5 separate regions of the Mus musculus genome follow, and all the other regions are linked to region 1. The links are chromatin contacts, called in public Hi-C and HiChIP or PLAC-seq maps. All regions are on one chromosome and are shown on one strand. The core of a region is the stretch at or near the end of the contact, and the rest is flanking DNA. Distances in the headings are between cores, read along the strand shown. Region 1 holds the start of Rpl21 (ribosomal protein L21). Region 2 holds the start of Atp5j2 (ATP synthase, H+ transporting, mitochondrial F0 complex, subunit F2). Region 3 holds the start of Ubl3 (ubiquitin-like 3). Region 4 holds the start of Zfp655 (zinc finger protein 655). Region 5 holds the start of Slc46a3 (solute carrier family 46, member 3).

Evidence for each region. A called contact is a pair of places that touch in the nucleus more often than the background predicts. HiChIP or PLAC-seq counts read pairs in DNA pulled down with a chosen protein or histone mark.
Region 2: a contact with region 1 is called in an H3K27ac HiChIP or PLAC-seq map of embryonic stem cells, with 8 times the contacts expected there. The contact joins the promoter of Atp5j2 here to the promoter of Rpl21 in region 1. A contact is called at or near these places in 10 of 39 promoter capture datasets (cranial neural crest, embryonic stem cells, frontonasal cranial neural crest and 5 more), 1 of 115 datasets of contacts at active chromatin or transcription factors (embryonic stem cells) and 2 of 9 other capture datasets (embryonic stem cells and liver).
Region 3: a contact with region 1 is called in a Hi-C map of B cells, with 6 read pairs. The contact joins the promoter of Ubl3 here to the promoter of Rpl21 in region 1. A contact is called at or near these places in 2 of 39 promoter capture datasets (cranial neural crest and pre-B cells) and 1 of 484 Hi-C or Micro-C datasets (B cells).
Region 4: a Hi-C map of B cells shows a contact between it and region 1, with 7 read pairs. The contact joins the promoter of Zfp655 here to the promoter of Rpl21 in region 1. A contact is called at or near these places in 4 of 39 promoter capture datasets (cranial neural crest, liver, maxillary cranial neural crest and 1 more), 1 of 484 Hi-C or Micro-C datasets (B cells) and 2 of 115 datasets of contacts at active chromatin or transcription factors (astrocytes and pancreatic cancer cells).
Region 5: a contact with region 1 is called in a Hi-C map of B cells, with 7 read pairs. The contact joins the promoter of Slc46a3 here to the promoter of Rpl21 in region 1. A contact is called at or near these places in 3 of 39 promoter capture datasets (cranial neural crest, hippocampal neurons and pre-B cells), 1 of 484 Hi-C or Micro-C datasets (B cells) and 1 of 9 other capture datasets (liver).

What each region holds. Positions count from the first base shown.
Region 1 is chr5:146,831,542-146,836,394 of GRCm38.p6, reverse strand. Rpl21 (ribosomal protein L21) reads right to left here and starts at 3,505. Exons shown (of 6, transcript NM_019647.6): 1 at 3,224-3,505; 2 at 2,133-2,211; 3 at 1,886-1,947; 4 at 1,291-1,403; 5 at 681-831; 6 at 1-531. The coding sequence starts at 2,199. The coding sequence ends at 442. LOC115490268 (a small nucleolar RNA gene) reads right to left here and starts at 1,561; the gene lies at 1,491-1,561. It overlaps LOC115490276 (a small nucleolar RNA gene), which reads right to left and starts at 1,251; the gene lies at 1,123-1,251.
Region 2 is chr5:145,188,612-145,193,933 of GRCm38.p6, reverse strand. It overlaps Atp5j2 (ATP synthase, H+ transporting, mitochondrial F0 complex, subunit F2), which reads left to right and starts at 2,393. Exons shown (of 4, transcript NM_020582.3): 1 at 2,393-2,431. The coding sequence starts at 2,419.
Region 3 is chr5:148,550,275-148,555,475 of GRCm38.p6, reverse strand. It overlaps Ubl3 (ubiquitin-like 3), which reads left to right and starts at 2,688. Exons shown (of 5, transcript NM_011908.2): 1 at 2,688-3,523. The coding sequence starts at 3,497.
Region 4 is chr5:145,228,391-145,233,473 of GRCm38.p6, reverse strand. It overlaps Zfp655 (zinc finger protein 655), which reads right to left and starts at 1,732. Exons shown (of 4, transcript NM_028298.4): 1 at 1,643-1,732; 2 at 1-33. The coding sequence starts at 7. It also overlaps Gm6287.
Region 5 is chr5:147,892,615-147,897,305 of GRCm38.p6, reverse strand. Slc46a3 (solute carrier family 46, member 3) reads left to right here and starts at 2,491. Exons shown (of 6, transcript NM_027872.4): 1 at 2,491-2,825; 2 at 3,261-3,473. The coding sequence starts at 3,285.

The sequences.
Region 1 (4,853 bases), core at 2,256-4,755:
AGCAAGCAGTACCAAATGTCTGTGGCCAGCCCTCTCCTGGCTTAGGTCTGCCCACTTTGGAGAATTTTGGTTATTTTCAAAGTGGGAACCACAGATACCCACTCCCTAATACCAGCATGCTACTATGCACATCATGCAGCCTGAAGATCCCCCTGCCTCGGACTCCTGGTGCTAGGAGTTAGAGCTGTACCACCATTACTGGTCACCCACTAATGTTTTCCAGCACCCCCTCCCCCCATATAGAGCCTCTTCAAACTAGTATACCTGTTTTGTAAATATTTGGCTATTTTCCAATCAAGAGGATATTTTCTGCACACTAAGCTGTATCATTTAGAACAATTAGTAAAATCTGAACAAGAAAGCCAATGAGCAAACCCCACACTACAGTCTAAGGAAAACACTTCACAGTCCTGGTGCTGGTATTTTATTTCTTTGTGTACATTAGGCCATGAATTCGTATGGAATGGGCTCCAACAGCTCAGGCTCTTTTCCATTAGTCCTCACAAAGTGTGCTTCTCTGGGTGGCGCAGGCTGGTAAGAAAAAAAATGAAATTATAGTGAAGTTTAGTGGTTTTTGGAAATAATGAATACACACTTCTTAAGCTTATTAACAAAGTGAGCCAAGTTCTAAGGGTTCCTCAAGATTAACAGTGAGTGAACACCGCCAAGGCAGCTCTCACCTGGCGCTTCAGCTGCACCCAGGTGCCCTTCTCTTTGGCTTCCTTTTTCTTCTGGTCATTCTCCTTCACCCGCTTCAGGAAGCTGTCTCTGCTCTTTGAGTGCTTGATGTGCTCAATCCGCACATTGATCCTCTTGGCCAGAATTTTGCCCCTGGAATGAGCAAAGACCGGTAAGTTCTAAATGCTTCACTCAGAAACACAGTACAATGTACGCTGTTCTGACAGCTGTTAACTAACACTCCCCCAAGATCAACATGGTGACATGTCAATCATTCTCACCCAAAGGAAGAGGCCTCGAGAGCACTTTAAAGCTCCTTTTTCTGATAAAAACAGACCCCAAACCACAGTAACTTAGCCAAACCAGGCAAAGGAAGCCTGTAACGAAGTTTTAATGCTATAAAAGCCAGCACCGACTACTCACAGAATCCGGCCTCCCCAACGTTAATGTTTCCCCTGACAGGTTACAAGACAAACACTTAAGTTTGCCTGAGTTTTAAAAGGTTATTTCCTTTGCCCCACTTGAATGGCCAATGAAGACATTAAGTCCAATTGGCAAAGTGAAAGGGGGGGTGAGGCCAGCTACTTAGTCAAAGAAAGGCGCTCTACTCACTTAACCTGCTTGTTGACAATGATGCCCACGGCATGCTGGGTGACATTGTAGACTCTTCCGGTTTTGCCGTGGTAGCACTTATGGGGCATTCCTTTTTGAACAGTGCCCATTCCCTAGTCAACAGAAAAAGTATTATTCCAGAAATTCCTCTTTTCAAATCCTTGTAACTAACCAAGGCTCCCTTTCAAGGTCAGCTCAAGAACTCTCAGAGCCGGTGAAATGTGGTTTTCACATTGCATCAAGCAATCAAACAGACAATCATCATTAAGTTCCAGAGCGACAGAATCTGTTCAACGACCCATCAAAGGACACGGCCTTCACGGGGGGTTCCGTAACACTGCCATCTTTAATAACAAATATTATCTTCATATGGGGGTCTAACTGTACAGCCTCATCTGGCCTTGAACTAGAGAAATCTGCTTGCCTTTGCACTGAGTGCTAGCTAGGCTCAAAGGCATGAGGCAGCGCTCTCAATTCCTAATAAGGTTATTTTTAACTGTATCTTTTACTTTTCCCCCATCCTGGGCTATTAACTTCAAGTAATTAAATCACAATTCCTAACACGTGTGCCCTTCCCTCCACTCCATCAACTTACCTTGATGTCTACAATATCACCCTTCTTGTAGATTCGCATGTATGTGGCCAAAGGAACAACGCCTGCAAAAGGAAAAAAAAAAAAAATCAAGACTTCTAGAACCACAGGTACACTTTCATGAGTATACCAGTTTCCAACCCAAGTCCACATTCGGCAGTTACATACACTGTAAAGGACAATGTCTCTGACAAGCAAAGCCAGACTAAGACATGCCACTTCTCCTCAGGCACAGACATAACAAACTTACCATGTTTCCTAAAAGGCCTAGAGAACATGTACCGGGTGCCTCTCCTCTTTCCCTTTGTGTTCGTCATTTTGGCGAGTTACTGAAACCAGAAAAGTTATCAGTCAAATAACAATTCACAGTTTATGTTATTAACTGTCCCAATAACCACACCCCCAAAAGTCATCTTGTCGCACAGGGCAGGCCCTCTCAACCTCAGCACCTCCGTCAACCTTCCAAATCACAGGAATTGAAAATGGGTGCCCACAATTCCTCTTAGCAAAAGAGGCCAAATTCTATCATTAGCACCATCAGACTGGATGCTAGAACTTAAGCCAATACATTGCAACCTGCAACTCCAGGGTAACTTGAAGACCACCAAACTCAGCCTCTTTGATGCTGTTTAATTCCATTTTACTACAGTAGCTTTCTATCAACAATCTCTTAATCGCACACCTGCACTTTCGAATGCTATTAGGAAGCATGCATAGAAAACCACATTCCAACTAAATTTAAATGCTAATTTAACACCATCTACGAACTTACCTACTACACATATTTAGAACCAGATCGTGTATTCCCACAAACCAACAAGGTTTGGATTACTCCAGTCATCCAGGGCAGAAATACCCGCCATTCCTAACCACAAGGGAAGCTCCAAAGCATGGTGTACTAGACATAACCCCTTGCCCTTGTAGTCTTAAGCAGCCTTAATGTTACCTTCCTTCCCCACGCTCGTCTTCTAGGGCCAAAATTCCTAAGTGTTTCATGTATCCAGAGGAAGGGTCCCCATTACATCATTACCAGGCTGACCCGGCGGGCACCCTCCTCGCCCGAGCCAATTCCAGGCTTCGGCACCCCGGCATCGTTAAGACCCAAGCAGAATCCTAAGTCCCAGCCCGACAGCACATGCTCAAGTCTGGGGTTGGGCGGACGCCCGGCAACCAAGACTGCGCCAGGCCCGGCTCCCCCGGATAGAAGCTCCCTAGCATACACCGCCCAGGGCAGTGACCTCCAGACGGTCTCCCCACGCCCCTAACACGCAGTCTCTGCGGCGTGGGCGCCACACGCAGCGTGTGTGGAGAACAAGACGAGAGAGCCACGCGCGTACCAACCTGGAAGATGGCTGCGGCGGCCGAAAGGAGGAGGGCGGGGCTGCGCGCTCTTACAAGGCCCGAGGGCTGCCCGCGAAGCTGCCTGAAGAGAAACGCCGGGCCCGCGAGGCTGGTCGAGAGAACCTCATCGTCCCGATAACCTGGAGACGCCGTGAGGACACGCTCCCCGGCGCAGATTAAAGGCAGCAGGCCAACAGAAACTCACTCAGGCATCCTGCTAGACATCCCGGAATGGGGCCCTCGCGGGCGTGGAGCCGGACGCGACTTCCGTAGCGTGCTGACGTTACCTTGCGTCGTGTGACGTAGGAGGCACCGCCTCTCTGGGTTGCCCAGCGTTTTGCGGTGTGGTACTTGTTAGTGTTAGTGTCTCCTGAGTTTCCAGGCCATCCTGAGCCACATAGGCGAGACCCTGTCTCAAACAAAACAAAACGCCTCACTTTGGTTTTCTTTCCTCTCATACCTGTAGCTCGAGCCTATCTAGAGACTAGCCTATCTTGTCTATTAATTGTACAAAATAATAGGTTTCATTTTGACATCTTAAGACAGGCGTGTGTGTAAAGTACTCTCATCATAGGCACCCCATTAGCCTTTTCCTTCCCTTCCTGTCTCCCTGGCTGTAGATAAGGGTGTTTAGTCAGTCATACTGGAAGCAGTATTCCTAATAATCTATGGGGATAACCGAATTGGATATTACGAGCGCTCGAATAATAGATGAGGACTTTGAGAGATGAACATTGTTATTTTTATAATAGCTATTCGGATCGTCATTCCACATATGCAGTAGTGCCCCACTTAAAATTGGAGACATTAATTTCTGTCCTTAGTATGCGTTCTTGGGAAGGTAATTCCCACCTTCAGCAAAACAAGAAACTAGCGTGCTGGTTCAGCCAGGAGGCTGGAGTGAGTGCACGTCTTAAGCTGAGATCTCTGCCAAGCCATGCTCACGGACAGCCTGCTGACCGGAGTCTTCTGCCTGCTTCCAAGCTTCATCCTTGAATATTTATGAACTCTGAAAACCACTGTATCCGGCTAATAAACCCCAATAATAAATTCGCTAAAATCCAGCGAGTGACATATCCAGCCAGGGTTAGGTTCTGCTGTTTGAAATCCCTACATGATGACCATTTAATTGGAAGGTTCTGTAATAAGACTGAAGCCCTAGCCGGGCGTGGTGGCGCAGGCCTTTAATCCCAGCACTTGGGAGGGCAGAGGCAGGCGGATTTCTGAGTTCGAGGCCAAGGCTGGTCTACAGAGTGAGTTCCAGGACAGCCAGGGCTATACAGAGAAACTCTCTTGAAAAACCAAAAAAAAAAAAAAAAAGAAAAAAAAAGACTGAAGCCCTATCTCAGTGTGTGAAAAACATAACTGATTTAATTAACCAGGAGTTTAATCCGAGGCTTCAATTATTGAGCAAACTTTAATATCTATGACCAAATTATGTACGGTTACTTATAATTAATTTTTATCTTGGTCATAACAAAATTTTATCCCCAAGGCAATTTTTGTTTGATTTTGAGATAGAGTCTCATTGTGTGGCTATGACTTATTTGGAACTCAGAGGAATCTGTCTCCCTCTGCTTTTTGAGATCTGCCTGCCTCTGCATTCTGGGTGCTGCGATTAAAGGTGGAC
Region 2 (5,322 bases), core at 1,144-3,643, 1.6 Mb after region 1:
GTGACCTTTTGTTTCAGACAAAGACTCTTTAGCCTGGGCTGGTTTCAAACTCACAGTGATCCTCTTGCCTAAGGCTTTCAAGTCCTGGGATTGTTGCAGTGTGCCACTCTATCCAGCTTTCCCATGAGACTAAACATGCAAGTGGCTGGAAGGTGGCCTATAATTGTATTAGTGACAACTCTAAGCATAATGGATTCATCCTTTCATGAACACAAAGCAGTAGATAAATGGGACCCTTGAATGAGACTCCTCTCTTGCTTCCCCTCTGCCCCAAGACAGAGTCTGGGTAGCCCTGGCTGGCGTGGAACTCGTCCTGTAGACCAGGCTGATCTTGAGGGGAGGTCCACCTGCCTCTGTCTCCCGAGTGCTGGGGTCAAAGGCCTGTGACACCCACTGCCTCCTTCTCTCTTGCTCATTAAAATCTTGAAAAGTCAAAAGCATTCAGAGCTGAACTCTTGATACTGGCTCTACACTCAACTCTAAATACAGGCAGACTCAAGCATTCTGAGGCGAAGCAGGGTTTGGTGGTAAACACCTGTAATCCTAGCACTTGGGAACTTGACATAAGAAATGTTGGGCTGGTGTAGATCTTTGGTCCAAGATAGAATCACTTAAGACACTAAGATGATGACCCATGTGGGACCACCCAGCCCCTTCAGGGAAATGGTAACTGAGCCGACTACAGCCCCCTTCTATACTAATAGCTAGAGTGCCCTGCTCCCCTTCCAAAAACCCAGAAATGAGCACAACTTGGACTATAGGAGGATTTCTGGTGGTTAGATAAAAGCCACCATTCCTTAGGAACGGTAAAAAGAATTGTGACTATTCCACAGTGAATAGCAGGTAAAAGGAATCGGGAAGCCCAGTTTTCTGTCAAAAGGAGTCATTTTCCTTACCTTTGGCATTTACCAGCATATCAAAATGCATGCTGGCCTCCAGTCTCTCAATATCACAAATACCCATTACACACAGCAAAGGCCATGTTATAGCATTCTGGCTCTTTTCATCTTCTCTATGCTTCTCCCTTTAGCTCCTGGACTCCCCCCACCCCTCCAGCGAATCATTCTTATAAGCCTGCTATTCTCACTCCCACCCTACCCCATGCTCTCACTCTTAGATTGCTCTGACCATGTCCAGTCAGATGCCCATGTTAAGTCTACTTCTCTCTGCTCTTCCAGATGCCTCTGGCTGTTCCCTCTCACTCATATTTACAATAAACATCCCCTCTCCTGGGGGCTGGAGAGATGACTCAGTGGTTAAGAGCACCGACTACTCTTCCAAAAGTCCTGAGTTCAAATCCCAGCAACCACATGGTGGCTCACAACCACATGTAATGAGATCTGACGCCCTCTTCTGGCGCATCTGAAGACAGCTACAGTGTACTTACGTATAATAAATAAATAAATCTTTAAAAAAAAATCCCCTTTCCTTATGGGGGCTGGAGAGATGGCTCATCTGTTAAGAGCACTATCTGCTCTTTCAGAGGACCCAGGTTTCATTACCACAAATCACATAGGAATTCACTACTGTCTTTCTAACTTCAGCTCCAGGGGATCCAATGACCTCTTTTGACTTCAGTGGGCCCTGCATGCATGTGGTACACAGACATATATGTAGGCAAAACACCCATGTACATAAAAATAATTTTAAAAACCTTCACCTTAATTATACCATGGAGTGGTTATGTCAGTTTATACAGGCAGTGCACACATATAATTCCCATACATGAGTTGTCACTGCTAAAAGTTTCAGGCCAACCCAAAACATATACTGATTTCCAGGCTAGACTAACTCTGTTATTGCATACAGTCTTGCTGTATTTCAGGCCCAAATTTGGGAATTAATGGCAAGATAATGCCTGTAGCTATATAGTAGTCTGACTTTGGCGCTAACATGGCTTAAATCTAATACTTCTGATTTTGGGTCAAAAAAACTACCTTTACGAGCTTTAGAAAATACCCATTTAAGCAGGTGTCAGCTGTGGAGGCGTGTTTGCAATCATCATGGAAACCACTTAAGCATGTGGAGTGGAACTTCAGAGGGATTTGGGGGTCAGAGCAGTGAATAGCAAGTAAAAGGGACTGGGGAGGGTTAAAACAAATGTTCCTATTCAAGGCTTCTCTGCTTTTCTTTCTTTTCAGCATTGGGAATGGAACCAGAGCCTTAAGCACTCCGGGACTGAGCCACACCCCTAAGCCTCTCATTCCTCATGAGAGATCCAAAAGTAGAAGGCAAAAAGTCAAAAGGTCCCTTTTCTCTTTTGTCCTTTGCTTCCGCCTGGGATAGGTCTCAAAATGCTCTACCTAAGTGGTGATCTACTTCCCATGAGCCTCTGCTTCCCGCTCCGGCAGGGGTGCGTGCGCCCTTCCCAGCAGCCTTTGCGCGCGGCTGGAGTTCTGCGGACACCAGGACTTCAAGATGGCGTCACTCGGTGAGTACTCGGCCCTTTCCTGGCCTTGGGGTTGGAAGCCCGATTTGGGCACAGGCTCCAGGGCCACAGTGGGGTGAGAAGGAACCGCGGGAACTCTTGCTCTTCACCCGGGGCTTCACTGAAGCCTCCCCGGAAGCGCGCTGGACACTTACTATAAGGTCCTGTGCTCCCGCCCTCCTCCCTCCACTCTGCAGCGGATTTCTGCTGTGCATCGCCTGGCCTGGCGGTGGAAGACCCAGTCAGCACGGAGAGGCTTCTGGGGGCCTGCACATGCGTTGCCCGGAACCATTTGTCTGTCCTTCCGCGGAGGACTAAGCTGCTGCTTTTTCTTCCTGCGCGACTTGACACAGGCAGGGTCACTTGAACCTTTACGCTGGGCAGCGCTTGGACCTCCCTGGAGATGAGGCTTTCAGATTACGGTCCAGGACCAGCGAATGCCTAGAATGGTTCCCGACACCACATTATGTTACATACGTGTCGACTGAATACGCCTACTGGGGTGAAGTGACCTGTTCAAGGTCACCAGTCCTGAGAGAGCCTCGCTGGGATTCAGACCTAGGTTGGCGGGTCTCATGATAAATGAGATTACCTTTCAGAAATGTCCTTGTGACAGACAAGCAGATGTTCCCTTAACACGTACGAGTCAATCTCCACACACATTCATTGCGCACTGTTGGGATTACACATTATTGTTGTTTTTGTTATTATGTGTCCCACACGTGTCTAGGTATGGTCATGGGAATGCTGGAGCTTGTGTCCAGGTTCGAGGACAACTCCGAGGAACTCCAGTAGCCAGGCTAGCCATTTCACAGTTGTCTACCTCCTCCTTTTGAGACAGGGTTTCACCATGTAGCCCAGATTGGTCATGAACTTGCTGCCACAGTCGTGATGTATTAGCGTCTATCTCTGAGTGCTAGGATTACAGGCCTATGCTACTGTACTTAGCTTGTTACAGTGTTCTTTATCTCAGCCTGGGAAGGTGAAGGGGGGGGTGTCTAAAAACGGGGTGTGAAGGAGCTGAGCCTTTTTGATTTGGTTTGGTACTTGGTTTTGCAAGATAGGATTTCTTTGTGTAGCTCCAGCTGTAATGGAACTCATCTGTGGATCCACCTGCTTCTGTCTCCCCAGTACTGGGCTTAAAGGTGTAGGTCACTGCCACCTGGGGCATTAGCAGCTATTTTATCTGTAAAATGGTAGGAGATGGTTAGTGAACACAGCTTTCAGAAGAGACAACGGGAAGAGCATTAATGACACTGCTCAAGAGGCTGAAGAAGCACAATTGTCAGCCTGGGCCTTCCTCTCCAAAAAAAAAGTTGAAAAAATAGAAGTTTTGGATCCCAACCCCTACAGGATTTCTCTGCCACTCTGGCTATCCTTGAACTTGAACTCCACCTGCCTCTGCCTTCCCAATTGCTAGGGTTGAAGGTGTGTGCCGCCACTGCCACAACCACCACCCCTATCACTTTTTCTTGTTTTTTTTAAAGACAAGGTCTCCCTAAATAGCTGTGGCTATCCTGAAATTCACTAGATAGATCAGGCTTGTCTGGAACTCATAAAAGTCTCTCTGCTTCTGCCTCCTAAGTGCTGGGGTTAAAGGCATGCGCCATCATACCCAGCTTAAAGTTTGCAATCTTATTTAAGTAGAGGGTTAGTGTGAAGAGACCTTTGAAGGAAAGACTAAAGAGTTTAGTACACTTCGCCAGCTGGGGGTTGATATTGTACCCCTGTCACCCTAGCAGTGGGAAAGCTGAAACAAGAAGATTATCCATGAGTTTAAGGCTAGCCGGTACTGTATAGCAATACCCTATCTCAAAAAAACCAAACCAACAAACAAAAAGATGACTCAGTTCAAGAAAGATACTGGGCGGGGCTGGGGAGGGGTGGAGTAGTCGGGTTGCGGCTCAGTTGGTGGAGTGCTTGCCCCACAGGCACAAAGTCCTGGGTTCCATCCTCAGCACCACATAAAGCTGGTAACTCCAGCACTTGGAAGGTAGCAGGATCCGCCATGCCAAAGACATCCATTGACATACAGCAGCAGGTTTGAGCCCAGCATGAGCTACATAAGATCCTGTCTTAAAAAAAAAAAAAAAAAAAAAAAAAAAAAAGGCGAGCATGGTGGCACATGAGTATGTATGTTCATGAGTGTGTGTCTGTCTCTCTCGAGTGTGCGCGTGCATGTGCACATGTGCAGAAGAGCCACGGGGACTGTATGGAGGTCAGAAAACAACTTTGCAGGCTCTGCACATACTTTTAATCCCAGTTCTCAGGGGGCGAAGGCAGGGAGATCCCTGAGTTCAAGCTCAGCCTGGTCTACATAGTTCCAGGACAGCCGGAGCTATAGAGAGAGACCTTGTCTCAGAAAACAAAGATAAGTGAGAAAGTGGCCACCCCACAATGAAGGGTTCTGTTGGTGTGAACTGGGCATCTGGTTTTCCCTTGGGGTATGTGAGTGAGGTCGGTTCGCACAATCTGATTCTGCGTAACTCTAGTGAAGGATCTGGAGGTCACGCCTCCTAAGTATTGATGGGTTTTTAACAGTTACCAGTAGCACATACGATTTGGAAGCTTTGGGAGTGGAGGTGTTGTCTGGGGCTGGAGAGAGGGCTCGGTGAGTGGAGATGACACAAGGTTGGTTCCCAGCTCCCACATGGTGGTTCATATTCATCTGAAACCCTAGTTCCAGGGCATCTGATGCCCTCTTCTGACCTGTGTACACTAAGCATGAGTATGGTGCGTATCCATACATGCAGGCAAAATACCCATGTACATATAATAAAAATATTAAAATTTTTAAATGATGTATTTTTATTTGATGTGCGTTGGCATTTTGCCTGCATGTATGTTTATATGAGGGTGTCATATTCCCTGGAATAAAGTTACAGATAGTTGTA
Region 3 (5,201 bases), core at 1,439-3,938, 1.7 Mb before region 1:
CACTGGCTGCTCTTGCCAAGAGCCTAGACTTAGTTCCCAGCACCTACATACGGTGGCACACAACTGCCTATAAATCCATTTCCTGAGACCCTGATGCCCATAAATGGCCTCTGCAGGTAGCCACACGCACATCACACACACACACACACACACACACACACACACACACACGCGCGCGCGCTTGCTTTAAAGCTTGAAAAAGAACTTCTAAAGTGCACAATCAGTAGTTTCTAGAATATTCACAGTTTTGCACATTTTTGTTTTGCCTTGTTTGAGACAGGGTCTTGTTACAAAGGCCGGGATTGCGGGCTTCCCACGCCATACCTAGCCGTGACCATTGCCATAACCTAATTCTCTAATAATTTTCTTCATCCCAGTGACCCCCTGACTCTGCCTCAGAAAACCCCTCTCAGCTCTACGAACTTAGCAGCAGCTATGGCTGAGGGGCCCGCGGTGTCATCATCCATTCTTAGAAAGGCCCTTAGAGATTTAGATGAAGTTCCCCGGAAGTGCGGAAGAGCGTCAGAGAGGCAGAGGGGATCAGCAAAGACGCCTTCGCGGCAGAGTTAGCTCTTTGATTTCTTGTGAGGTTAGTTTTTCCATATCAAAACTGCTGTGTCATCCACTGCCTCCCGGGTGATGCTGACAATAGATTCGAGGACGGATGGTGTCACCCTTCCCTGCTGTGCCCCGGCAGGCTCCTCTCTGCAGCCCCTCACTTCACGCTCCACAGTAAAGGCAGCACGGCAGAGAAATCCGTTTGTGTTCTGCAGTGCTCCTTCATGCCTGAATTATGTCAGGAGAGGGTTCCAACGAGTTTTGTGGATAATAACATCTCAGCCTGTCTTATTTGAGTAGTTAGAAATGCAACCAGGTGCAGCAAGCTTACTTTTAAAAGGCGCGGCCTTATACAGAAGGGGCAGTGGCAGACAGCATCCCGTAGAAGACATGCTGTGTGATTTTGGGCTCAAAGTAGGGGTCATTACATCCCTGGCAATGGGGCTGGCGGACAGCTTTCCTTCGTTCTGCCAACTTCTGCTTCTTGCCTTTCAACAGCACTTAGGTCTGTCAGAGCCATGGTGGGTGGTGGGGAGGGGGAAGGAGGCTGAGGAGAGTAGGCGTGGCATGGGAAAGGGGGCTGAGAGTAGGTGTGGCATGGGGAATTAACGTGGTAAACATCTTTAAATGGTAATGCAGTACTCCTTCAGAATCTGTTGGTGGACTGAAAAGCTTCAGTTGTTTGGATTTCCAGAAGGGTTCATGGTGGGGAAGGGTTCTGTGCTTATTAAACACACACGGAGAGAAACTACATTAAGAGTAGAAAACCATGGAACCCACAGATGCTGAAATAGGGAAGCCACATTGGGGTGAGCCTGGGCCTCTGTTTTCCTCTACGTTTGGATTCTTAGGGAGTTGGGTCTGTGATGTAGGCTCCTAGGAGTGTATGGAATGCCTTCAGCCAGGCCGCCACTCAAGAGACAAGTAGGTCCTCTGAAGTGTCCCGTGAGTTCCCGTCCGATGAGGGAACACGTGACTGGGGAGATGGTTCTGGGGAATGACGCAGGCTCCTAGACAACAGGGACTGCATAGCTCACGTCTGAACTCTCAGTGGCCGCAGAGCCTGTGGTGCACCTGTGCGTCGAGAGAGAAAGAGGATGAGTAGCCACCGTTCACGTCAGAAGATGTGCTGTTATTTACAAAACGATGTATGTGCCATGCATGAAATCATCCTTAACAGCACCCAGACTTTAGCCCTGGAAGGTAGGCAAGGCTGCCTTTAGGTGAGGTCACAACTGTAGGTGGGTGTAATAGTATCGTGTGGAGACTGCCCTTCCGAAAGGTCTGAGATATGAATAAGGCTCAACTGAATACTTGTGGTTTCTGTATTCTGATCCTAGATCCGTGGTAGACATTATTTTTTCACCTAAATATTCTAGCATCGGCATTATATTATGCTGTTTTAAATTCACAATACAATTACGTCACCGGGTCAAACAGGGGCTAGGCTGGGAAGTGGTGAATCTACATGTAGTCTCCACTACCACTATATAGTTTCTGGTCATTTCAATTAAGCGGATTGCAGCTTTATGGCCCTAGGACTTCAGGAAACGTGTGTTCAGACATTGCCTCTGCTTCACAAGAGTCTTGTTTCTGTTGAACTTCCACGGCCTTATTGGAAATCAATGATTGTTTCTGATCTTCAAACTGTCATGTTGAGGAGACCTAAAGATTAACTCACTCAATAAAATGGTTTGAGATTGCAGGATGTGGAGAACTTGCAATGATTAAAACACATGCTTCTGCACCACGGTGTGTCCTATTTTAACTGTGTCTACACAGTGCGCGAGGGAATTTCTCCGTGCAAGTTGTTTTCCTCCAACAATCCGCGTGATCATGGCATTTCTGGACACAGGTAGGGACTGACTCCAGAGCAAGAGCCTCTAAACTGAACCGAGACAAGGGCGCTATCCTTTCCTAGCAACTGTTGCTATGCGGGGGCGTGGCATCGATGCGGGCAAGGACGCCCCGGAGGCCCCTTCCCCTCACCTGCACAAACTACATTTCCCATGATGCTCCGAGAGGGCTCCGTTGTGACGAACGGAACAAGCGCAGACGGGGGCGGGGGAGGTGGGGGGCGCTATTCCCAAGTCGGCTCTCGGGCACCAGCAGGGGCCACCGCCGCCATGTTGGGCTGAGGCGATGACAGGAGGCGGCCGGGGCGTGTGGGATTGAGAAGTGGAGGAGGAGGCGGAGAGTCAGGGCTCTGAGGGGGAGCTGTTCCCAAGCTAAGGGAGGAGCCCCCGGAAGACGCTGCGGAAGGCAGGCAGCGAGGCGGAGGCGGCCGGAGCCCAGACGCGATGCGGCCCGACCGGCGCGGCTGCGCTGAGGCGCCCGCGGCCTGAGCCCCCCCGGCGCTGCGCTCGGTTCGGCTCGGCCCAGTTCGGCTCGGCTCGGCTCGGCGGCTGGCGAGGTCGATGCCCTTGAGCGCGGCTGCGCGCAGCCCGGCTGTGCGGCCCCGCGGCGCGCGCTGAGCTTCTCGGCGGCCCCGGCCGCTTTCAGCTCGGCGCTCGATGTGTAGCCACATAGTTATCTGTACACTTCGTCGCCGGGGCTTTAATGAGGACCTGAGTCGCGAGCGCGTGTGAATCACCGCCTGGGCCGGGGAAAGAGGACGGCGCATTTAACCCCCTCCCACCCCGCTCCATGTCCGTGTGTCACTCGGCTCTGTCCACCTGGCGCGGCGGGTCCTGGAGCTGCTACTGCTGCTGACGATCGGCTCCCCTCGCGCCTCTCGCCCCAGAAGCTCTTGTGCTCCCACGTAACTTCTACTTTTTTTTTTAATTTTTATTTTTTTTTTCATTTTTGGGAAAAGCTCAGCACAAACCGATCAGAATTGTGAAGGTTCTTTTTTATTTTTTCCGTAGTTCCAGCACTTCTGCTCTTGCTTTTTGTTTTGTTTTCTGCGTAAACCTCTGGCCCACTCTCAAAAGGCAAGATGTCCAGTCATGTCCCGGCGGATATGGTAAGTGAACGATAAGTTCCGACGTTCGGATTGTAGTGTGGTTTCCAATCTTATTTAATCGGAAGACGACGCTGGCGTCGGGGCGAAGGTTTCTGGGGCCCGGCGGGGGTGAGAAATGGGGGGCACTTCTGGAAAAGCCAATCTACTTGGCTTTGGAGAAGTTGGCTCTTCTGCCCCCCTCCCCCCTTTTCTTTTAGGAAGCACTGGTTTTTGGTGTGGTTTTGCAGCTTTTTCTTTCTTTTTTTCTTCTTCTTTTTTTTAAAACCACTGGGAGTCACTGGTTCGGTTGTGTTTCCTAAGTCGCCGGAGGCAGGGAAATGCAGTGGAAGCGGAGGAAATTCCTTCCCGATTGCTAGAAGGCTTTCAAGGCTTGGATTTAAACGCTTCGGGAAAACGTCAAGGGCTGTGTGGACACGGCCGGGGACGGGCGGCGAGCTGGATACCTAGGGTAGGAAGAGGCTGTCTGGCTCAGTGACAGACAAGATCGTTCAGACGTAGGTGCACACTTGATACATTTCAGGGGCAGCGGCGCACCTCTTTGGAAAAAGTCTTGCTGTGAGCCCTTCGAAACGTCTAGCTGAACGAACAGCTATGACAACCGGAGCTATTTAAATGTTTTTCAATTCTAGGTTTATGGCGTAAAGCGTCCTTTTTAAAATATAGATATTCCAAGGTTTCTTGGTACCAAGTAATTAACAGTTTTGCATTTTAGGTTTTTGTTTGTCTATTGTTTGTTTTAAGCCAGTTAAGCATGTTTATTGAGCCTGGATCACTGGGCGTTGAGAACTGGAAACAAAAACTGCTATTGTTTATTGAGGCTTTTTCCTTTGGTTTCTAAATGTTAGGGTTGCGAGTGTGTTGACTGACAGTTACTGTGTAGCCTTACAGTGCTGAGGGGTGGGTTTGTGGGCGCGTGAAGTGACACTTTGCAGTCCTGAAGGCAGACATAATGCAAGTAACTGGGAGATGAATAATCCTTCTGAAAGAATCGAAGTTAATGTAATCATGCCCACTTATGTCAAGTTGACATTTGAATGTGTATGTATTACAGTGCAGAACCAAGATTGAACTTTGCTAATGGTTGCATTTTTAAAATGTCAAATATTTCTATGGAGAGATGACCTGTTTTACATATTTTTAAAAGAAAAATGACCCTAAATTGTGTATTTTGACCTTGGTTTAAAGGCATTTTGTTTGTTTGATTTTCCACTTAATATGCTGTTCAAATGCAAAGGAACCACTGGGCCTGCCTCCCGGGTGGCCACCGCGCTTGCAGCCTTTGCTTCCGGAGTCTTTAAACTCAGGCTCTGTCCTTTTAGCTGTTCTTCCTTCTTGATGTGTTCAGGGGGAACAGTCTCCTGCCTGCCTGAGTGGCTGCCAAGGTTCCCTTTACACTATTCTCGAAGTTGCCTGGAGAGGTCTCTACACAGAACTGCAAATGTTTCTTCCTCTGTTTGATGAGTGATCTGTGGGCTCATAGCCTCCGGCAGAGATTTGCTCTTTGTAAAGCCTCCATTTTATATCATCAGCACAGTGAAGGCTACACCCACCTGAGTGCCTTCTATTCTGTTAGAGAAGTTGTAATGAAACAGATGTGTGCAGTTAAAGCAGGGCCACTACTTTCTTTGGGCCCAGTGATACAGAAAACGTGGAATGTACAGCATCAGCTGCACATTGA
Region 4 (5,083 bases), core at 483-2,982, 1.6 Mb after region 1:
CCTCCATCCCTGTTCAGGGGACAATGACCATCACTGCAGGGTGAGAGTGAGAAGAACTGCTTAGTAAGTTAAAATGTCCCATAATCTCATATTCTCAGGACTTGGCAAACTATTCTATATATGATAGACTTTGTTAAAAAGACATTTTTTTAAAGCTAGTGTTTCTCTGTGCAACAAAGCCCTGGCTGTCCTGGATGCTCTTTGAAGACCAGGCTGGCCTCAGACTCACAGAGACTTGCCTAAGGGTTGGGATTAAAGACCAGCACCACCACACTCAGCTAAAAGCAGACTTTAAAAAAAAAAAAAAAAAACCAGCCTGAAGGTGGTAGTACAAGCCTTTAATTCCAGCACTGGTGAGGCAGAAGCAGGTAGACACGAGTTTGGAGCTAACCTGATCTACATTCCAAGACAGCCAGTGCCTCAGAAAGAAACCCTGTCTAGAAACCCAGCCCCACTAGATTTTAGTTGTCACAGTCCACAGACTTAAGTTTCTCTAAATGTAATTAAGTAAAGTGCATGGTAATTAGGGCCCAAGAAGGGTTTAAAACCTAAAAAGTTACCAAAATAAACAAAAAGAAAAACACAGAAGCAGGAGATGCCTGTAATTTAAGGGTAGAGTACTTCCTAGTATGCACAAGGCCCTACCTTCAATCCATAACAACCTCCCCCTTCACAAAAAAACAAACATGAGTACCATTCGGTTTCAAAACTTAAAACCCAAACAGGAAGGTGTAAGAATTCGATATTACTCAGACTCTACTGAACAATCCCAAATCTGTGGTTTAAAATATATGTGTGTGTGTGTGTGTGTGTGTGTGTGTATCGCTGGGCGTGTAATCCCAGCTCTCGGAAGATTTAGACAGGAGGTTCAGAAGTTCAAGGTTAGCCTCAAAGCTGTCTTTTAAAAACCCAAACCAAAACAACAACAACAACAACAACAACAAAATAGCTACCATTAAAAGAATTTTTTTCAACACAGTACAACTGCGTAAACCTTTCCATGGAGCGTCCTAAGTAATTTAGAGGCTCAAGCTGAGACCCAGTGAAACACGCCAGATAAGATTACTCATTGTTTTTCTCAAAAGCAGGCCCCTTAGGAATCATGTGGTAAGCGGTAAGGCCGTTCTGCATTACTCAATGGGCCCCGATGAATAATGATACAACTCACTTAGGAGACAGACCCTTAGGGCAGGCTGGTCGAGCCACCTGCGCGCAGCACGAGGGAGGGCTGCGAGGAGCCTGGTGTCCTTCAGATCCAAGGACGAGCCCGGGTTCCGTCCACCGTCCACCGTCCACCGCCCTCCGCCAGGCTCCCGGCCCGTCCGCAGGCCTCGCCCAGAGCCACCCTCCGCCTACCTCTCTCTTGGGCAAAGGTTCGGTCCCCAGAGGGCGAAGCGGGCCACAAGACCGAGCTGCCACCCGGGCCCGGCCACTGGGTTCGCACCACGGGGCCACCCCGGCTCCCCGGGCTCCGCGACGAACCCGGGAAGAGGGGAAAACAGGGCCGCGAGCCCGGCCTTCCGCGCGCCCCAGCTCCGGGAACAGCCGTCAGCCCGCACGCGGCGCCTCCTGCGCGTCCGCCCCGCGGGCCAAACAAGCGGTCGCTCCCACGGCGACGCGACAACGGTTCCCCGGGACTCACCCAGGTGGAGAGGCGGGCCTGGAGACTGTCCCGTCACGGAGGCGCTCCTCGCTCAGCTGCACCAGCCTGTCCGGGGCCACTCTCTCGACTGCCAGAAGGCTGACGCCTTACGTCACTTCCGGCGACGGAAGTCCACGGGAGGGCGGTCCCGGGTGAGGTTCCCGGATGAAGAGCAGGGGTGAGGGTGTCCCGGGTCGAGCTGTCAGCTGACGGACACGGGATGCGGTCTCGTGGGTGGGGTCCGCAGCATCGCTAGATAAGGCCTTAGTTGCTGTTGTGCTTCGCTTTCTCGAGGTCGCACAGCCCTCCCTGCTGATTAGGGCGCATCTTACACCAGGAGGGCGACAGAGGTTGGGAAAGAACTCCCGACTCCTCCCGGGCCGCAAGAGCGTGCAGGAGGATTCCTAAGCAGAAGATGAAATACCACCCTCGTGTCTAATACTGGTTTGGTCCGGCTTTATTTCTCCTAGGAAGTGCCTGACCCCAAATTGCCCACAGAAAGGGACATACTAGGTGTTGCCCTGCCTGGAAGGGACAAACGTTTTCCCCAAGAGGATTCGCCCAAGGTCACCAAGATTTTCCTGTCAGGCCCTACTTTGAGTCCCACCCTTTCCTTCATGTTTGATTCTTTGCCTACCATGAGGTGAGCAACTTCTTCCAACAGGAGTTCTTCGCTGTGTGCAGCTTCACTGTAGACACAAAGGGAGCAAGTTTAACTGAGAACTGTTTGAAACTGTGACACAAAAATCTCTCCTCAAGCTTGATTATCTCAACTATTTTTGCAATAGTAGATGCAAAGCCAAGACTCCCATAATTTTGTTCCCCTGGAAATTAGTGAAGCTCAGAATCTTGTAATTTACAATCTTATAATTATCTAGTATTAGGAACAACTGCTACATAAATCAAATATTTTAAAATACTGCCCAAGGGCTGAAGACGTGGCTCAGTGTTGAAGAGCACTGTTGCACTTCCAGAGTACAAAGGTTCGCTAAGTTCCCAGAACTCAAACTGTGGCTAACAACCCTGTCACTAGGTTCTAGAGGTGGATCTAATGCCCTCTGACCATGGGAGACGCTGACCACCCCAGGTGAACATATATGCATGCAGGCAAAGGATACACATATAAAAAATTATTTGGCTTGGAGAAATGGCTTACCAAGTAAAAGCCCTAACTGTTCTTGCAAAGGACCGGAGCTCAGTTCCTAGTTCCCACGGTGGCTCACAACCAGTGTAACTCCAAATCCAGAGGGTTGGATGGTCTCTCTTGGGCTCCTGTCACACATTTGGCACAGTGCACACATATGCACACACATACACACACAAAATAAAAATAAATCTTAAGGGAAAAAAAAACTGCCCACAACAGGTGTGGTAGCCTATGTGGTGGTCTATACCTGACAGGTGGATCTCTGTGAGTTCCCAGACTAGTCTACATAGTGAGTTCTACACTATCCGGGGCTACATACACCCTGATCAAAAAAAAATTTTTTGAGGATTTATTTATTTTATGTATATGAGTATACTGTAGCTGTCTTCAGACACAGCGGAAGAGGGTGTCAGATCTCATTACAGATGACTATAAACCACCATGTGGTTCCTCGGATTTGAACTCAGGACCTCTGGAAGGGCAGTCAGTGCTCTTAACCACTGAGCCATCTCACCAGACCCCAAAATTTTTTTTAATTAAAAAAAAAAGAAGAAGAAGAAAAGAAAGGAGGAGGAAAGAAGAAAGAAACCAGGGCTCAGGGCTCATAATAGGGTTTTTTAAAATGTCTGTGTGTATCTCAGACAGTGGTGGTGCACATATTTAATCCCAGCACCCTGGAGGCAGGAGGGAGACCTCTGAATTCCAGGACAGCCTGGTCTACAGAGTGAGTTCCAAGACTGTAGAAAGAATTCTGGAATTTTGGTTTCTTTAAACATACAGGGGGAGGGGGGAGGGGGGAGGGTGGTGGGGGTGGGAGAGAGAGAGAGAGATTATAAAAATGTCTTTTCATTTTAATCCCAGGTGTGGGGATATAGGGCTGCTTCAAACTGGTCACAACAGCTGACTGTGGTTTGCCTTGGGCTCTAGCAAAAGCATAGTTTTGCCAGCTGCAGGTAGTTTCTGCAATTGTGAGACATTTGAAATTCTGGCTACTTTCATAGGGTATATAAATGCTAGGGCCCCACTAGGCATGGTTGGTTGTTGGTCACTCAGGTAGGTTGGTTGTGGTTTGTTAGTAGTTGTGCCCAAGGAAGAAACAAGAAGAAAGATAGAGTTCCGTGAATCTAACTTCTCTCTGGCCACCCTATCTTTCTCTCTCGCCTATGGAGTGACAAGGGGTGAAACTGGGGCCAGGGATAAAGAGTGTAAAAAAGAAGAACCCAGCCGCGCAGTGGTGGCGCATGCCTTTAATCCCCAGCACTTGGGAGGCAGAGGCAGATGGATTTCTGAGTTCGAGGCCAGCCTGATCTACAGAGGGAGTTCCAGGACAGCCAGGGCTATACAGAGAAACCCTGTCTCTAAAAAACAAAAATACATACATACATACATACATACATACCATTTAAAAACCAGGGCTGGTGAGATGACTCTGATTAAGAGCACTGACTGCTCTTCCAAAGGACATGAGTTCAAATCCCAACAACCACATGGTGGCTCATAACCATCTGTAATGACATCTGACACCCTCTTCTGGAGTGTCTGAAGACAGCTACAGTGTACTTATATATAATAAAATAAATAAATCTTTTTTAAAAATTATAAAACCAAAACAAAAGTGTGTGTGTGTGTGTGTGTGTGTGTGTGTGTGTGTGTGCGCGCGCGCGCACGTGTATATGCCAGAGGCCGACACTGTCACTAGGCCTTATTTCTCAGGCACTTGCCACTGCCCCAGAGCTCACTGATTAGGGTAGGCTCACAGCAAGCCCCAGGGATCTTCCTGCCTCTCCCTCTCCAGTACTGGGATAATGAGCACAGGCTATCACCTGGCTGTTTTTTGGTTTTTGTTCTTGTTTTGTTTTGTTTTGTTTTGTTTTAAAGACTGGGTCTATGTAGCCCTGGCTGAACTGGAACTCATAGATCTGCCTGCCTCTGCCTCCTAAGTGTACGTGTTGGGATAAAAGGTGTGTGCCACCACACACAATTGGTCTTCTCCGTTCTTTTTTCTTGAATAATGTGGGTTCTGGAGATTGACGTCTGGTAGGTATGTCCCTGTAAACTTTATCAACTGAGCCATCTCCCCAGCTGCCATTCTGTTTCATCTCCAACCCCTGCCCCTCTTTCCTGCTGCTCGGCTTCCCAGAATCAGTGCTTCTACTCTCCTGGTTTCTAATTCTGGGGAGGAAGCCTTTTGTTGGAGACAGGGTCGCACTCTGTAGTAGCCCAGGCTATCCTAGAATGACCTTAGTGGCCTTAACTCAAGATCTTTCTTCTCTGCTTCCTAAGTGCTAGACTTA
Region 5 (4,691 bases), core at 1,242-3,741, 1.1 Mb before region 1:
TTTATTTGGTGGTGGTGGTGGTGATGGTGGTTTTGCAACAAGGCCGAAGCTCAGGCTGGCCTTGAACTTGTGAGCCTCCTGGCTAACCACAGATGCCCTGACTTTCTTCTTCATGCTGAAAGGTGGGATAGCAGAACAGCATAGGAGAGCAGGTGCTAATTTGACCCTATAGGTACATGCCTTTTAGAGACCTTTTGCTGCCTATTGATTTCCATGAGAAATATGGCCTGGAACATAGATGGTGTCTCTCCTCTTCTTCCTCCTCCTCCCCTTCCTCCTCCTCCTGAGTACCTGATAGGTTTGCACTTCTCCTCATGTCCCGAGTGACCTGTTCTAGCCAATGGCGTGTGAGAAGTGGCTTTTACCCTCTCTGGGGTGAACCTTTTAGAGCTGGTATCAGCTCCATCAAGTTCCCTTCCCTCTCCCCTTGTGGCAGTGATAGAGTTCAGAAGGACACTCCATCACCTTTGTCCCTGAGTGAACACAACAGGAAGTGAAGTTTCCCGGGACCCAAGGTGGACATGCAGCTCAAGTGACAGTTACTGTCCCACTAGGAGTAGATCACTCTCTAAGATCTTAGTGATCTTGGCCTCCTGGATTTTTATTTGAAAAGCAAACCTCTGAACTGAACACGTCACTCCTTGTGGTTAAGATCGTTAACAAGTGGAGAGATGACTCAGCGATTAAGGGCACTGACTGCTCTTCCAGAGGTCCTGAGTTTAATTCCCAGCAACCACATGGTGGCTCCCAACCATCTGTGATGGGATCTGATGCCCTCTTCTGGTGTGTCTGAAGACAGTGACAGTGTACTCATATACATAAAATAAAAATAAATAAATAAGAAGGAAGAGGAGGAGGGGGAGGAGGAGGAGGGGGAAGGAGGAGGAGGGGGGAAGGAGGAGGAGGGGGAAGGAGGAGGAGGAAGAGGAGGGGGAGAAGAGGAAGAAGAGGAGGAGGAGGAAGAGGAAGAAGAAGAAGAAGAAAGAAGAAGAAGAAGAAGAAGAAGTAAGAAGAAGAAGAAGAAGAAGAAGAAAGAAAGAAAGAAAGAAAGAAAGAAAGAAAGAAGAAGAAGAAGAAGAAGAAGAAGAAGAAGAAGAAGAAGAAGAAGAAAAATTGTCAACAAGAGGTTGGAAATCAATCAAACTCTGTAGATCAGCTAGCAGCAATGTTTGTTATTTTAGGCATATGAAGATTGTACAGTGCTGTGAAACTGTCAAGAGTGCGATGTTGAGAGTTACTTCCTCAATTCTCTCTGTGGCTATCTAGAGTCATCAGATCGCCTTCTCTCCAGTACAGAATATCCTTTTCTGCTAGTCAGCTCCTTTAGCCGCCCTTCCCACTCTGAAGCTGTTCCAGATCTGCCTCGAGAGAGGGTGGTTCAGTGGTTAGGAGCATTGCACCAGTACTCTCATCTGGGCAAAAATAGCCCATAGTCTGGAGTGTTACTCCTTTATCAATAAGGCTCTGGCCCACATCTGACCTTGATCTCTAGATAAGAGTAAGAGGCGCATTTGCAGGATTGTCCCCCACTTCCTGACGCAACCACTCCAGCCTAAGGTCTTCCTTTTTTGGACGGGTCCCCAAATCACAGAACTCTCAGCTTGCTTCTCTTCCTCAGGAAGTAACCCCCTATCAGCTGCAGGTGTGCTCCAGCTGTGCGCGTTGGCGGCCATTAGCGGCGGTCCTACTGTCTAGGGTGTTGCCATGGCTTTGTGAGACTTACTTACATCTTCTCAACAGAGAAAGAGCCGACTTTCAGAGAGATTTAACAATCCCCTCCCCCGCAACTCAGCAGGGGTGGCTGGAGAGAAGCTCACTAATGAAGAACACTTACTGCTCTGGGTTCCGTTTCTACGCTCTCAGGGCAGCTCACAACTGCCTGTAACACAAATTCTAGCACCATTTTCTGACCTCTGCTCGGCGTGGGCATACACATAAAATAAATGACTACGTAAAATGTAGTGAATATTTCGTTTAAATTTTCCCAAGGCCAACAACTCCCCTACTCGGAACTCTTCTCCTCTCATGAACTTTCAGTGTCTTCTCTCTCACATTGCTTGTGCAGACGCTTGCTGGGTCCACCGGAATGCTGCAGTGAACTGCAACCCTAGCGTATGACGTTTCCAACCACTTATTATTATCATCATTATTATCATTATTATTATTATCATTATCTGCTTTGGACAGGAGTCTTGTTATATCGTTGGGCTAGTCTCGAACTCTCGATCCAGATACCTATGACTCCACGGCGCTTCAGCGAAAACCAATAATCCTATCCAGATACGCTTAGCAGAACCTTCGCAGAGCTGCCGGGATCACCCAACTTGCCCAGCAACTCGGGGAGATTCAGCCGCTGAACCTTCGGGGGCGGGTGCAAGAGAATGACACTGCGCTAGACCAATCGCTACGGGGGCGCCGGCCGCCATACCCAATCACAAGCGAGCTAGGGAAGCGGGTGACAGCTCCGGCCGAAGATTGCCAGCTCTTGGCAGAGTGATGATGCTCGGCGGCCGAGTCACCACTAGGGCCCAAAGACCAAGAGTGCGGCGGCGCGGGGAGCGGCGGGGACTGAGTCCAGGGCCAACAGAGTCCGGGAGGTGCGCTTATTTCTCTTTGCCTTCTAACAGGGCTCGAGTGTCCCGTCCCAAGGGACGTCCCCCTGTTGCGGTCTAGCTCCACCTCGCTGCCCCTTCCTTTGGCTCTTCCCAGCTGGCGAACCGTGCTGAAAACCCGGGGGCGCTACGCCCCGCACTGGGTAACGGAGAACACAGTCCCGACTACGGTCCCACCTGTGCCTAGCCTAGCAGGAAAACTGTAACCGTGGGGTGAGTTTTAAAAACGAAAACAGAAACTAAACTCCCCTTCCGATCGGGAGCTGCTTTTTACAAGGCCCTTAACCTGCAGCCAAAATAATAGTAATTACATAACCTCCGGGTCCCCGGGTAACTTCATTGTTTACCTTATGGGAACCGGCCGGTGCTGTTCTGCTCAGCACTGTGAGCATTAGCTAAGCGGAGTCGGGGGCGGAGGTTGACTTAGTCCCTGCTCCTCGGAGAGAACTAGGGTACCCTCTCCCGGCAAGGGCACTCTCTCAGAAATCTGGAACTCTTTTTGCTTGCTAATGTTTGTTTATGACACATTGTTCCAACTTCCCCACTTTTGAGAATTTAGCCTCTGGGATAAAAAATCAACTGATGATTTCTATCCCCCCCCCCCACACTCGCCCCGTTTCTCTCCTCCCGCTTCCCGCTCTGCAATAGACTCGATCTGCCCACTTGAGCAATATGAAGATTTCATTCATAGAGCCCGCCATTCTCCTGAACGCGTTTGCTATGACTCTGACCATCCCGCTGACAGCGCAGTACGTGTACCGGAGGATCTGGGAGGAAACCGGTAACTACACCTTTGCTTCCAATAGCAATGGCTCTGAGTGTGACCAAAACAAAAGCAGCTCCATCTTTGCATTCCGGGAGGTAAGAAATTAAAATTAAAACCTCCCATCCTGGAGTCACAGGGAATGGAAACAGGTTCCAAACCAAAGAGGCTCTCCAAGGTGTGACCACACACACACACACACACACACACACACACACACACACACACTGAAATTAAGCCACCTTCTCTCTGTTCCTATTTCGGTTAATAGTTCCTCTTGACACCTTTAATCTGGCTCTTTCTAACTCTCTAAGGCACCTCCACTCCTGTCCCCAATCCCCACCCACCTTGTGGGACCAACTCTTTTATCCTTAGGAAATCTCACTACAATCTCACCCACTCTTCCTTGGTCTCTTGAATAACAAAAGTCCAGAAAAACTGACCAGAGTCAGCTGCCTCCCATGGGGGCGGGGCAGCAATTGTTGAGGTCTGGAGGCAGCCTTAGATAAGATAAACTGGGCTCCCTGGAGTTGAGTCCTGCATCCACATCTGGGCTGGCGAGTGCTTACTTTAGCTCTCAGTAAAACCGTTTAGCTAGACGTGGTGGGGACTCGCTCGGTTCTGTGTGTATCTGACAAGAGCTTTGTCATCATTCTCATCATTCTTATGAGGCAGGCTCTGTCAAGCAGGATTCAGGAGACGTCAGCTGTTTATCTACAGGGCTGCGTTTGCAAGCTCAGAACTGCGCTCACTTAGGCATATTTGGTGGCAACAAAAGATTGGCCCTGCCTTCACCCGCACAGACAAGAGAGGGTGGAGGCAGCTGCACAGCTGCCTTCCCTGATCGTAGGGTCTCTCTGTACCGGCAAATGAGCCTGGGGTGAGGACCCGCAGAGAGTGCCCATGGGAAGGCCTGAGGCCCCCCGCAGCAGCCCAAAGGTAGCAGGCAGAAGTGGATGGGACAAAGTTCACCTGCATGGCCAAGGCCTGCCCTCACTCATGCCCTCTTGCTGAGGAGAGCTTTCTTGGAATAGAGCATTCCAACCAGCCATGGGGACAGCACAACCATAAAGAGTCATAAGGGCCTCACCAGTGGTTCACTGCCCTCTACAAAGTCTGCTCACGTCTGTAATACAGCACTCAGGAGGCTGGAGGAGGGTTGTGAGTTCAAGATCAACCTGGGCTACCCTGTCTCAAGGTAACAACAACAATAAAGGGGCAGAAGGATGGCTAGATAGATAGACAGACAGACAGATAGGTACATCGATTGATCGTTAGAGGTAGGTAGAGAGACAGACAGACAGACAGATGGAAGA